Regions from separate parts of the Bicyclus anynana genome. Here region 2 is linked to region 1. The links are chromatin contacts, called in public Hi-C maps. All regions are on one chromosome and are shown on one strand. The core of a region is the stretch at or near the end of the contact, and the rest is flanking DNA. Distances in the headings are between cores, read along the strand shown.

Region 1 (6,760 bases), core at 2,676-5,175:
TTTATGAGATTGTGGTTAGGCCCCTGCACTATCTAAGCAACTATGTTCCACGTCCACCGTATATTGTGTGGTCGTACCATAAAGCGTGATGGTATCTAAATGCATAATATTATAGATACAGAACTTAGAGGTAGTCTCGAGTAAAAGACATAAATAAAACAATTTACTAGCAACATTATAAGAAATAACAAAATAGTTTCAATTGTTTCAGATGAGCAAGGAGATCTGGCTGCGGAATCGTCAGAAATCATACCAGAAGCAGTAGTCCCACCGCCAAATCTACAAGTACGACAAGCCCCAGATTCCGTCGCAGCCGCCGATCAAACAGACCACTCTATAGAAGTAGTCGGTGACTCACAGAACTTCTTCCCGACGTTCGCCAACTTCTTCGAACCAAGACAGCAGCAAAACAACTTCAGATTGGGCTTTAGCAGCCAAGAAGCAGCATATAGCCAACGACCAAATTCTTACAGATCGTTGTTAAACTTTCCCCTATTTAATGGTTACAAGGGATTAGAAGGATTCGGAAAACAAAACACCCCAGCGGCGTCTGAGCAATTAGTAGATGCAAGCACGAGTGTTCTTGGCTCTGGAAACTTCGGCATCATAAAAGGCGGTACATTCTTTGCGCAAAACGACGAGGAATCAGCAGAATTCGGCGATGGCTACAATAACTATTACAACAATGGACATGGAAGACCGTCACTTAATGTTGGATACATAGCGAATCCTAGACCAAACTACAACCAAGATCAGTTTGCTAATTTCAGAGATTTCGCTGATATTAATGCTCCAGCTAACCAAGCGTATTCACACTATGTGGTAGTGTATGCTAACAAAAACGCCACATTAGACGAAGTCAGTGAAGAAACCAGAAATGTACTGTCGAAACCTAAAAACATTATAGAAACGTTAGAACAACTCGAAACACCGAGCCCGCCTAAAAAGAAATCAAAAGCTAAATCAAAGTTAGAAGCGACGAAACAAAAAATGCTACGCAAGAAAGAGCAGTGGAAGAAAAGCAATTCTAAGTATCCTAGCCAAAAACATGATCCAGAAGAACCATTATTAGCTTTAAGTTAAGCCTAGTGTTTGTAAAATAAGTATTGTATGTGAAAAGACTTGCGTTGTATACGTGTTAGTGATAAGAAATAGTATGCAATTATTTTGTCACTTCAAAGATGTGATAAAAGGCTCACTGTCTAAATTAATATAAGCCAAGTGTGACTCGTGCTGTGAGGAATTTAAAATTATGCTCGGAGAATGACTGCTATTGTGTGAAAACTGGAAAATAAATTAATATTATATGTTAATGTATTGTTTTATTTGCGAATATTATAGAATTAAAAGACTAGAACTTTAAGTAACTAGGACCTACAAGTATATTAAAGCCATACTCGAATCCATTTAATTTCGCTTTTTAGTTTATGTTTGTGATTTTGAAGTCGGTTCGACTTTTTTGTTAAAAAGATTTTATTTTTCTGTTTTTATTGTGTCCTAGCACTCTAGCAGGTCCTAGCATAGTAAACGAAAGCACCACAGTACGGGCAATTTCGTTATTTATATTTTAACACACTTTTTACTGAACCGATTTTCATGAAGATTAAATGGGACCAATCTGGAAGTATATCTACTCTTTCAAACGAAAAAAGAATTTTCTAAATTGGTTAAGAAATGACGAAGTTATGAGGTAACAACTCCATTTTTTTCTGAGATTCAGATTCATCGCACTAATAGCTAATCAATTAAAAAACAAAAGAAAGTTCACTAACACTTCACTTGGCCGCGCACACGACAATAACAAGATAATTTAATGTCTTTTGGACGCCAAAGTTAGATCAAATTAAGACTAAAAGTGCCGTTATGCACGTAACAGCGCTTGGTTTTTTAGTTTTGACTCAACATCGGCTGGTCCCTCGCGTACGAGCCATTGACTTCTTATAATAAAAGGACGCACGTCGTTATCAACTCATATACGGCTCACTGCTGAGCTCGAGTCTCCTCTCAGAATGAGAGGGGTTAGGCCAATAGTCCACCACGCTGGCCCAATGCGGATTGGCAGACTTGACACACGCAGAGAATTAAGAAATTCTCTGGTATGCAGGTTTCCTCACGATATTTTCCTTCACCGTTTGAGACACGTGATATTTAATTTCTTAAAATGCACACAACTGAAAAGTTGGAGGTGCATGATCCCGGACCGGATTCGAACCCACACCCTCCGAAATCGGAGGCAGAGGTCATATCCACTCGGCTATCACGGCTTTAAAGGTGCGGCAAAGGACGCACAATCATGTAAAAAATTTCACTTAAAAACTGGCCAATTTTGCTTTGACAATTTTAGAATTATTGGTAAAGAAAATTATAATAAAGGCCTTTAAATATAATCCAATATTCAATAAAATCCCAAATTTAGAGCAAATTCAACCTAGATTGAGTTTAAGGTTGAATTTGCAAATGCGACTAGGTACTTGAATTGAGTGCCAAAAAGTTGTGTTTGGCACTCATTGAGTGGGGACATTTTTTGGTCGCTGATTGTGCATCCACTTTATAATAGGAGATCGATGTTATGAGCCTGTTTAGGTAGCTTTTTCAGAATATCCGCAAATCGGTGATAAATCTACCTACCGAGAAAAAGGAACTGTGGAGAAATATGGGACAGGGATATTTACGAACACTCGAGCTGGATAGCAATTAATTAATTATTATTATCCATTCTATAGTCTGAGGGTAGCGCTTAAATGCCATCTCAATGCTCTCCAGGCGTTAAGTGATGCCACAGTTCAAATAGTAAAGCGCTAACTTTACCTAATTTGAACTCTATCTATACCGAAAATCGAAATATTAAGTTGCTTGGTAAGTACCTACCTACATTTTTTGACAGAAAGCTGTCCACCCAAAACTAACCCAAAACTTACCATCGAACTGACGGTCTCAATGATTGCCTTTATTAAATCTTTACGTAGATGAGAAACTTGATAAAATAAGAAATTATAGTGAAAATAACTTGGCTACTGAAAATAGAGACTGAAATCACCTGACAAATTAAAAAAAAATATATGAAAAAATAAACCAACATGACAATTTAAAAGAAACAACAACAACAAAATTCAAAAAATTAATTGCAAATATTCAACTGAGATAATCCATTGTTTGCATTATAATTTTGGGAATTGTTTTTAATTTGCCGGGCGATTTGAGTCTCTAGTTTGGCTAATGTAATGGACATTAGCCAAACTAGCTCAATCTACTGAACCGATTTTGTATATTCTTTTACCACTCCACATTTTGAATATTGTTTTATCAATCCTCAAGACTTCAAGAGCCTCAATAGCTCAAAGGTAAGAGTGGTCGGACTCATCACCGAGGGTTGGTTGTTCGATCCCCGACCCATTAGCCTAATGTCATACCCGACTAATACAGTCTTTCCCGACTAGTTGGAGGGAAGTTGGAGTATTCGTCATATTTAAAAAAAAAAGATATGGCAAATATTCTTTTAAAAAAACCACATTATTTGAGTGTTATAGGCTATATATTCGCCGCGTATTCTCACGGCAACGGGAACTACGAGGGTGAAACCGCGGGGTGTAGGCACCTCATAGTTCATTTGAATTAAAAAGACTAGAACTCAAGCAGGTACCTAGCAATTAAAAAAAATTAAAACAATGCCATCTAGTAGTGAATAGTCTAACTAAAAATAATCATCTAGTATCTATGATTCAAGTACATAATTATTATCAATAACTAAAGAGACATTATTAATTAATGTATTGAATTTAAAATAAATAATTTTTTAGTTTAATATATTCTACATTAAAATGTAAAGACTTATTTATCTGCATCATAGACAAATAGATATAAAAATTTAATCTATTCTAGTTTAAAAAATATCTTTTCTTTGTCTATGGTTTACAACCAAGATTAAAAAAAAAAACTTTGTAATGGAAAAATGTGTGCACTTGTAAATTGTTTTAATTTTTAGCAAACATATTTTAAGCAATAACTATGCCTTTATTATAATTTTTAAGTGCAAACGCTAATGAAATGTTTTAAATGTGTTTTAAATGTAAGATTAACAAAGTGATACTTGTAAACAATTTGCCATCATGTTCTCCGGAAAAGATGCCGCAAACTCTGCATATCCTACGCAGTGGGCTTTAAATCCTACTGCTTATCAAAATGTAGATTCTAGTCAGGTAGACTGGGCCGCTTTGGCGCAGCAATGGATTGCTATGAAGGAAGCTGCGGCCATTGTGGCTCCTCCGCCGCCGAAACCAGAGGAAGAAGGCGAAGCTCCGATGGAAGTTGAAAATCCGGAAACCAATTGTGAACTGTCTAATGCTGGCAGCTCTGACTGGAACGCCTCTTCTAACTCATGGGGAGGTACATGGAATCAATGGGGTTAGTATTTACCAACCAGTATTTAATCGGATCACCTTCATTGCCAAGATTTTATGAGTTTCATCTATTAGGTACAACCATCTAAGTTCAAGAACTCTATGAAGTATGAAAAAGTACAGATTAGTACCTAAAATTCTGTATTGTCAATGTTTGTTTTTCCGAAGGTTTGTTGGAAAAATTGTGTTATTGAATTTGATTAATCTGTACAAGTATTATAAAGCTGAAGAGTTTGTTTGGTGGAAATTTGACGGCCTCCGTGGTGCAGCAGTATGCGCGGTGGATTTACAACATAGAGGTCCTGAGTTCGATCCCTGGCTGGGCTAATTGAGGTTTTCTTAGGCTAGTTACCACCAGCAAAGAATCCCAGAGGATATCGGTATTGTGAGATCTAAACTAGACATTTTCCTTTTTTCCATACAAACTAAACAGATAGTTCTTGTAGAGCTTACTGTGCCATGGGAGACAATCATTCAGAATAACCACAGTATGAAAGTGAATACATATTGTGAACTAACTAAAAATGAGTTTGTATGTTGTAGAAGTAGGCACAAGAGGATTACCAGCAAAATCTCTAAAACTTGCTTAAAGACCTTGGCCTCACTAGAACGGCAGCAAGTTTTGTTTTAAATTAGAAAGAGTATCCAAAGCTGCTCTAGTAGGATCATACCAAATTTGGCTAGGCAGGGAGAAAAACATGAGCGGAGAAAGGGAGTGTTAGTTAACTGTCAAGGATGTCCTGAACCTTACCTTTTTCTCTTTGAAACACAATGGCCCACACTAAATCCTGAATGAATAAAAAAAATGAATCCATGGAATGCTAACATATTTTATCTCTACATGGAATTTTTACATAATTAGATGATAAATTTGTACAATTTTAGGTTGGGGCTGGCCTGGCAGTGGGCCAGGAGACTCCAAGATTGCTGCAGATCCATCAATGAACATGGCACCGATCATGGATGGCTTTGCAGCAGACAACACTGCACCAATGCCTGGGTGAGTATCCTTGTTTTTAAGAGCAACTGTTGAGTTTGTTGCATGTCTCTTCCCAACAGATTCTGCCTTTTGAATCAGTGGTAGGGCATTAGTCAATGCACACAGACAGACCTGGGGCTGCAAATGTCATTCTCATACATTTTTTAATTTTCTAAGCGTCCGTGATTGTAGAAACATCATATTTCAAAAGTGCTTGTAAGCTAAGCATACTTCAAATACATGAATTTTGAATTTTATGATGTTATAGATATATCTTCTTTTTTATTTCTACACCTTTTCCATACTTGGTCATAGATTTTATATAGATTAACTTGTCAACTGGCCAAGTGCGAGTCAGACTTGTGCAGGAAGAGTTCCATACTATTGTCTATGACTACCAAAAGCAAAGCAAAAACAATCACTCTTTTTGTTGTAGGCAGCCCCAGCCAGGTATTTATTTTATTCTGTATGTAAGTATTTGTTGTTAAAGTGCCAACAGAAATTTTCTGAGGCTTTTCAAGGTATTGGTGGGTTTCATTGTTGCAAGTGAACCAAGGGGCATCCATGATAGTCCTTAGTATGTTATTTTGGATCCTTTGGATGCTCATTTTAATATTAAACATATTTAAAATTTTACAGATATACAACAGGCACAGCACCAGGGCCTACATTCCAGCACGGATATTGGACGGCACCTCAAGCTGAGCAGACAAACAGGAGTAGTAGTAGGAGTCGAGACAGACGCTCCAAGAGCAAGAATAGAGATAACAAATCCAGTAGAAATAGAACTAGGTAACTCAATCACTAATAATAAAATATAGGCCTCCTCCAGCTCGTAGGTGTTTCTTCAGTCTGTTTTATTAGGAAACCTACTCCCTTTTGACAGCCTGGTTCTCCATTTTGGTATAATATGTACTTTTCTTGTCTATCGTCTATCCTATCTCGTCCTATCCTTTAGTCTGCTCTTCACATTTCTCTGATGCCCAGTATATCATAGTTGATATCTTCTAGAGCTTATACTAATAAGCTTTTGTGGGTTCTAAGAGTTCTGCTTTGACTATTTAGACTATGGACATGATTCACACCAAAATTCACTAACAAAAAAAGTAGTTGTTTTTAGAGGGGGACAAGGTAAACTCACACAACGAAAATATTAAACACCAATAAATATTCTGTGTCCATACATTATATATTCTGTGGAGTCTACACAGGCGTAGACTCCACAGAATATATACATAGAATAATAGATTAATTGATTGATTTTTTGCTGTTCCATCAAAAGAATCGATTCTTTTTAAAAATTGTTTATATTACAAATTTGATAAAATTAAGGTAGAAATACTTACAAATGAAACCTGGGCGCTCACCATGGCTCAAAGGGCTA
Region 2 (6,760 bases), core at 2,583-5,082, 340 kb before region 1:
ATGTAGTGACAGAGAGATGAAAGCGTAACAAAATAAGCGTTACTAATATGTATTCTGTATTAATGCTAGAACATTAATGTGGGTTGTGTTATTCTATTTAAATATAATATACTGCGTGCTGTATGGGATTTTCCTTTATAGTATGTGTTAATTGATCTTAAATCCACCATTGTTCTCTCGTGACATCACGACTTTAGAGTATCCCATACATTTATTGAAATAGCCCTCATTAGGCGATGACGGCCAACAATAAATAATTACAAGTCGTAAGCCAACATAACACGGACCCGCGGCTTCTAGATGTCGATATGTGAATTCCATATGCAAATATAATAAAGACACATTGTTTGTACATGCGGCGTTTTTAAGCGTCGCCGATATAATTTCAGCCTTGCGTGTAGCCTTGTATGGGCTGCTTCGTCTTTATCACTGATTAAGCGAACAAGGTCACTTGATACTTGCACTATTTTAACATTTATATTTTTTTTACGATAGGCTCGCGCTTGACTACAATTACCTATGCCTGATGGAAAGCAATAATGCGGTCTAAGTTTGAGCCTTTAGATCTTAGACTTCACAGATGATCTTGATGAGTTATGGAGAGAAGAAAATTTAGTTGAATTGTTACGAGTACCAAGTTGAAAGACGTACGGTTACAATTCATAATACCAAATAATAATATTAATAAGTTCTCTATAATTGAATATCATATTATTAAGAGAAATATTAATTTATAAAAAAAAATGTTTCGATATAAATTGTATAAATAAGAGGCTAATTGATTACTTATAGACTACAAGCCCATGGACAAAATTAACCTAAGTAACTAACTAACTAACATAAAGAAAATAATTCTAATTAAATTAATTAATTATTTAATTAGAGTTATTTTCTAATATAGTAACAGCCTTCTAAGCGTTATTCACGTTGGATCATTTCACAGGTTAATTTTTTCCAAGGGCTTGTAGTGTATTATCTTTTTATTATCTTTTGCGTGATAGTGGATTCTGGTGTTACGTTCCAGTTGTCACGCTGTTCATTATATTATAGTTGTTTGTATTTTTAATCCGCATAAAAGAACTTCATTCCAAAAAAAATATAAAAAAGTCGTAATAGGTAATTTTGTGTGGCTTCCCTAGCGACATTATATTGTACCTTTGGGCTTCCCGCTAACCTCTTGTCACTGATAAAACGATACGTTTGTCTTAATTTGTTTGTGATAAGAAGTTCACCGGGTCAGCATGTATGTCATTTAAACAGGTAGGTACCTAACTTAGAGATAAGCCGGTATTTTCCTCAAACAATTTAAAATAGATTTTGTAGGCCAATCTTCCCGCTTCAGATCTGATACCTACTTAATAGTATAATAAACAATTTCAAGAGTTATTGGCAACCTTTCATGTAGTGCGATAATTAAATTTTAATACATTCACGAATTAGTTTTCAATGTAAAAATTAATTTATTAGCTTAGCCTCTGAAATACGAAACACCTATAGTGTAATTTAAAAACGGTTACCAAATTAAAATCGAATATATAATGCGACGGATACACAATTTATAACGTGTAAACACGCAAGCATTTTGCTTTATTTGAACGAGAACACTTCAGATACCCGTTAATTGAGGAAGAGATAATTAATCAATATTTGCATTTTATATTAAAATTCAGTTTCGATATTTACTGTTTTATTTTAAATTGGCCGGCTTAGAGTTCAATAGCTTTAAACGGTCATTTTAATATAAAGTAACGGCACTTCATTCACTGACACCTTTCTTATTTAAGCCATTCGTTAATGTGTCGTTAAACTTAAGTTTTAACTTCTAAATACCACAAGACCATACCGCATTTAACTCTAAAATAGTACGAGACAACGTCATTAATAAACAATATAACCTTATAATTATGTTTGAAAACTTTTTATTTGAAGTGATTTTGTAAGCTGTAATTTTTTTAGAATTCCTGTAGCTAAGTTTATGGTTCTCTATAATTTTAATGTGTGAAAAATTACCGAGACTGTAATCTATTGCCGCCGCCACAATGGTATGTCTTTTAAGTTTTACTGTATAATGATATTTAATTGTGTTATTCCATAAAAAATATTTTGTATTAATGAACGCGGAAAAAAGGACACAAGGAGAGTGTTGGTTACGTAAAGAATTCTTAACCCTGCACCCGGGTAGACAAGCCCTGGGGCTGCTCGTGCAATCACGAGTAAATGATTCGTAATATAAATATAACTAGCGGACGCCCGCGACTTCGTCCGCGTAAATTTCGATGTCAACTTTACTACTACCCCTACCCTACCCTACCACTACCCCAACCTTACCCTACCTAACCCCTACATCTACCCTACCCCTACCCTACCCTACCCTACCCCTACCCCCACCCTACCCCTACCCTACCCCAAACCTACCCTTACCCTACCCCTATCTTACCTACATCCTACCCCCATCCAACCCCTACTCTCCCCGTACCCTATCCCTTTCCTACCCCTATCCCACCCGTACCCCTATCTCACGCCTATCCTACCCCTACCCTACCACTTCCCTATCCTACCCGTACCTCTACCCTACCACTACCCTACCTCTACCCCTACCCTACCAATACCCTAAACCCGGCCCTAAACCAACCCTACCCCTACACTACCCCTACGCTTCCCTACCTGTACCCTACCCTACCCTGTAATTTCTCTATCTTACTCCTACCCTTAGCAAAATCGGTCCGGTCCTTCGAGAGTGGTGGCATGACCAAATAGAGACTTCTATGCTAATAATATAAAGAGGTAAAGGTCGTGCGGTTGTAGGAGGTAATCTCTGGATCTACTGGACCGATTTGGAAAATTGTTTTACCAATAGAAAGCTACGTTATTTGCAAGTGTCATAGGCTATGTTTGATCCCCATATTCACCCGGGAACGGGAACTACGTAAATGAAAGCGCCGGGCGTCATATAGCGGAATTTCTGCGTCTTTTAGAAATTTTGTATTATCTCCGAAACTATTTAAGTAATTAACATACTGTAAAGGGCAAATCTTATCTCCTTGTGATTATTAAATAATTTATTTTAATAAGGATTAAAGTTTAGTTGTATAAATAATGACGTAAACCTAAGTATATAAAATTAATAATTTTTAAAACACAAAAGGTACTATATCTGCTAATATATAGAAGATAGATATATGGTGTCGCGGACTTTTTTGTAGAACTTTTAAAGATACATAAAGTCTCCATACATTAATTTCAATTTTACACAATGGTTAAGGCAGCGCATGCGAATAAGTCTGTTTAAAAGGTTTTTAGTCCGACCTGTATGACAAAAACTGTGATAACTCGGCTAATCTATATAATACCAATATAGAATATAGCATATAGTACTCCCCGATAACGTAGCATTCTACTGGTGAAAGAATTTTTAAAATCGGACCAGTAGTTCCGAAGATTACCCCATTTAAAAAATGTGACAAACTTACAAACTTACAAACTTTACCTCTTTATAATATTAGTATAGAAGTATAGATATAGATTATAAAAGTATCAACAGTGACCGTGCGCGCTATAATCCATGCATTAGCGCACGCTTGCGACTAGCATCTATGATTTCTAGCCACAAACAATATAGGCCGGCGTACTAAAATAAAACGCCTCGACCAACGTGGGCGCCTAACCGGTAGTACAGAGGCGAAAGTCTCGGCCACCACTTCACCATTGCGTAACACCCATAAAATACAAAACATCCATCCATATTCAGACGGACAATTCGACCGGTTTCGGCGTTGCTATTTCGCTGTCACTATTATGATATCGTGCCATTAAGATAGTCGCGTGAGTGTACAATTCCCTCACGTTAGTAATTTAGTATCAATGCGATAACGAACGGTACACGACGTACTGTGATTACAGTTTCGAAGTGATTCGATTTAATTTCCTTTCCGTGTGTGGAAACATTTGTTAAACAGTTCCTTAGGCTGGTGTCTGTGAGATACGAGTATATCTGAGGACGATCGTCGTGTGGAGGAAAATCTCGGCGTTGTTTACACGTGGTGAACTGATAACGGATTACGTGCGGTGGACGCGTCAGTGAAAGGAGTTGCCGGTATGTTGCTGAATAGTTAAATGATACACACAAACTAAGAGTCGGATTTATTTATTTTTTTCTTTTGACAAATAGATTGATAACTAAAGGAGGAAAATCCTTTATTTTTGAATTAAACACATAAGGAATTTCATTTACTTTTGACGTATACCCATTGTTGACTATCATAATATTGATATTTAAGTTAATATTTCTATTTATTTAATTAACATCTTGCATGCCGATCGGTCGTGATATAGGCACACTTTAATAACATTATATTTATTTTACCATTGTATGTATAAGTATTGTGTCAACAAATAAACGATTTGATATTTGAAGTTTAGAAAATTCTGTCGCTGTGTTTATAATATGGTATGAAAGTCCATCATTTTTAACCGACTTCAAAAAGGAGGACTGACTCAAAGACGCATGGACCGATTTCAAAATTTCTTTTTTTGTTTGAAACGGTATAGTCCCCATTTGGTCCCATTGCCATCATGTCAAGATCTAATGATGGAATCCTGGAGGAATTGAGGGGAACTTTCGAAAATTATATGGGTGTCTGCGTGTTCGTAAACTTTTTTCCATTTAGTACTTTTAAGCACTACAATCTCATGAAGGTTTGAAGTCGATCTGATGATGGAGCCATAAAACAGACGAGGGAACTCCTCGGCGATTTACAGCAGTTACCTTGTGTTTGGGCTTGATTAATTTGTATTAATGAGAACTTTCCACATAGATAGGTTGTGACTGTCATTTAGGGGTTTGGTGATGAAGACCAAGGACAATTAAGGGAACTCCTTAACAGTTTACAGTAACTACCTTGTGTTTGGACTTGATTAATTCGTATTGCTGAGAACTTTAAATTAAGACAACACCGGCTAAGCACCGCCTTCATACTGATCAGCAGGTAGAACATATTATGATGTTATTTTTCGCTTTTTAGTTTAGTGGGTACGTTTTTAGGTTTTGAAGTCGGTTGTATTTTTTTTATTAAAAAATTTTTTAAATTAAATGCATGAGCTATCAGATAAACATAATGTGTTGGAAAAGTTAAATTAAAGATTAAATGTTTTATGAAAACTAACGACTTGACTACTAATATTATAGAGAGATACTGTTTGTGGTATTGTAGGGGATAATCTCAAATTGTACTAAGCCGATTTTGATAGTTCTTTTACTATTAGAAAGCCACATTATTTGTGAGTGCCATAAGCTATATTTTACCCCCGTATTCTTACGGGAAAGGGAACTACGCGAGTGAAACCGCGGGGCTAGACAGTTTACAATTATTTTATTTAGTAATTTTCTTTTAGTATCGCATTTTATCGCACAGTTTAAAAATTTTTGGCCTGTATAATGTCAAGGTGATCAACTATTGTACATCGGTGATAAAAATAAATCGTTTTGTTGCCATTCATTCAATTTGATAGTGACACCTGACATTTAGAATAGAATTCCTTTGGACGTCTCTCGTCAAAGCTACAAAATGGTGACCGAAGACTGAAGAGCTTGACTCGTTATACGTAGTTATAGTCAGGGATCCCTAGAACATTTTGTACACCTGATTACTAACAAGCTAATTTTTCGTGAGTAGCTTCTTCTCTTTTGTTACTCTACCCTCCCCTCGACTTGTATCAATGACGAGGTAATAAAAGTTTTTTACTGTTGCTTAATTAATAGTTATACAATTTAACAGCCACATAGTTCTACACATTGCGTGGTACATTATCTCGTTCCGACGCTCTGATATTTTCTTTTCCTGGTAACTCAGTTAGCTACAAGAATCAAGAATTTTCGTAAATAAAAAAGTTGATCGTCTCATCGAGATGAAGCTACTCACGAAAAATTAGCTTGTTAGTAATCAGGTGTACAAAATGTTCTAGAGATTCCTGACTATTAGGGCCTTCATTAGTATGGTAACAATTTTATACTATTAATTTTGAGTCTGGTATCTGTCTACATAATCACCGTAAAAGGTGATCCGAATTTAGCGACTCCACGAGCGTTTTACATGCACAATTTCGTGTTTATTTACATTATATATGTATGTATAATATATAGTTTTTACACTTCCTGAACACACAACTGGATATTGTAAATAATATTTATGTATTTATACAATATCCAGTGAAATTAGCCATCTTTGTCTGCCTCAGTTTCGACCAGCTGACTTTTCTAATAGTATACAATCTTTCATACTGCAAAGATTGTATATACCTACTATTAGTATAGTATATTATTCTGTACCGATGCTTTTATAACTCTCTAGTACGAGTTTCGAATTCACCTCTATCTCTCTATCTAACACGATACTATAGAATGAGAAAGATATAGATGAATTCGCTCTACTGATCTCATTGAAATGGGTAATTTTCCTCCCTCCTCACAGAAGATAAGGGGACTTGGTGCTTATACTCACCACGCTGTTCTAATGCGGATTGGCGGGCTTACGATGATAATGTTAATATAATAGAAAATAGATAAATAAAAAAATAGATAATTGTCAATGATAATAACCGGCTTAAGCGTGCTCTCAAAGGCACGGGGTTGTCATACCAACAAGTTCCCAACTCGTGGCTGAAAATATATACAAAAAATGTCTTAGAAGAAAGAAAAGCTCAGTACTTCACTACTACTACTTACTCCCCGTAGTTTGAGCTGTGGATTTATCTATACTAATTG

Evidence for each region. Hi-C and Micro-C count contacts between places; a contact is called where the count stands out from the background.
Region 2: a Hi-C map of whole body shows a contact between it and region 1, with 3 times the contacts expected there. The contact joins the enhancer-like site here to the promoter of LOC112053604 in region 1. A contact is called at or near these places in 2 of 2 Hi-C or Micro-C datasets (whole body and whole larva).

The regions. Positions count from the first base shown.
Region 1 is chr13:9,355,423-9,362,182 of ilBicAnyn1.1, reverse strand. LOC112053604 (arginine/serine-rich protein PNISR) reads left to right here and starts at 3,925. Exons shown (of 12, transcript XM_024093066.2): 1 at 3,925-4,401; 2 at 5,283-5,397; 3 at 6,016-6,168. The coding sequence starts at 4,107. LOC112053606 reads left to right here. Exons shown (of 2, transcript XM_052884972.1): 2 at 212-1,313. The coding sequence ends at 1,083.
Region 2 is chr13:9,697,548-9,704,307 of ilBicAnyn1.1, reverse strand. The region is part of intron 1 of LOC112048022 (gustatory and odorant receptor 22); the gene reads left to right. Among protein-coding and RNA genes, the nearest start is that of LOC112048022, 64 kb to the left of the region's middle. Within about 2 kb of position 3,832, at least 8 of the 8 cell types and tissues checked have open chromatin away from gene starts, as enhancers often do.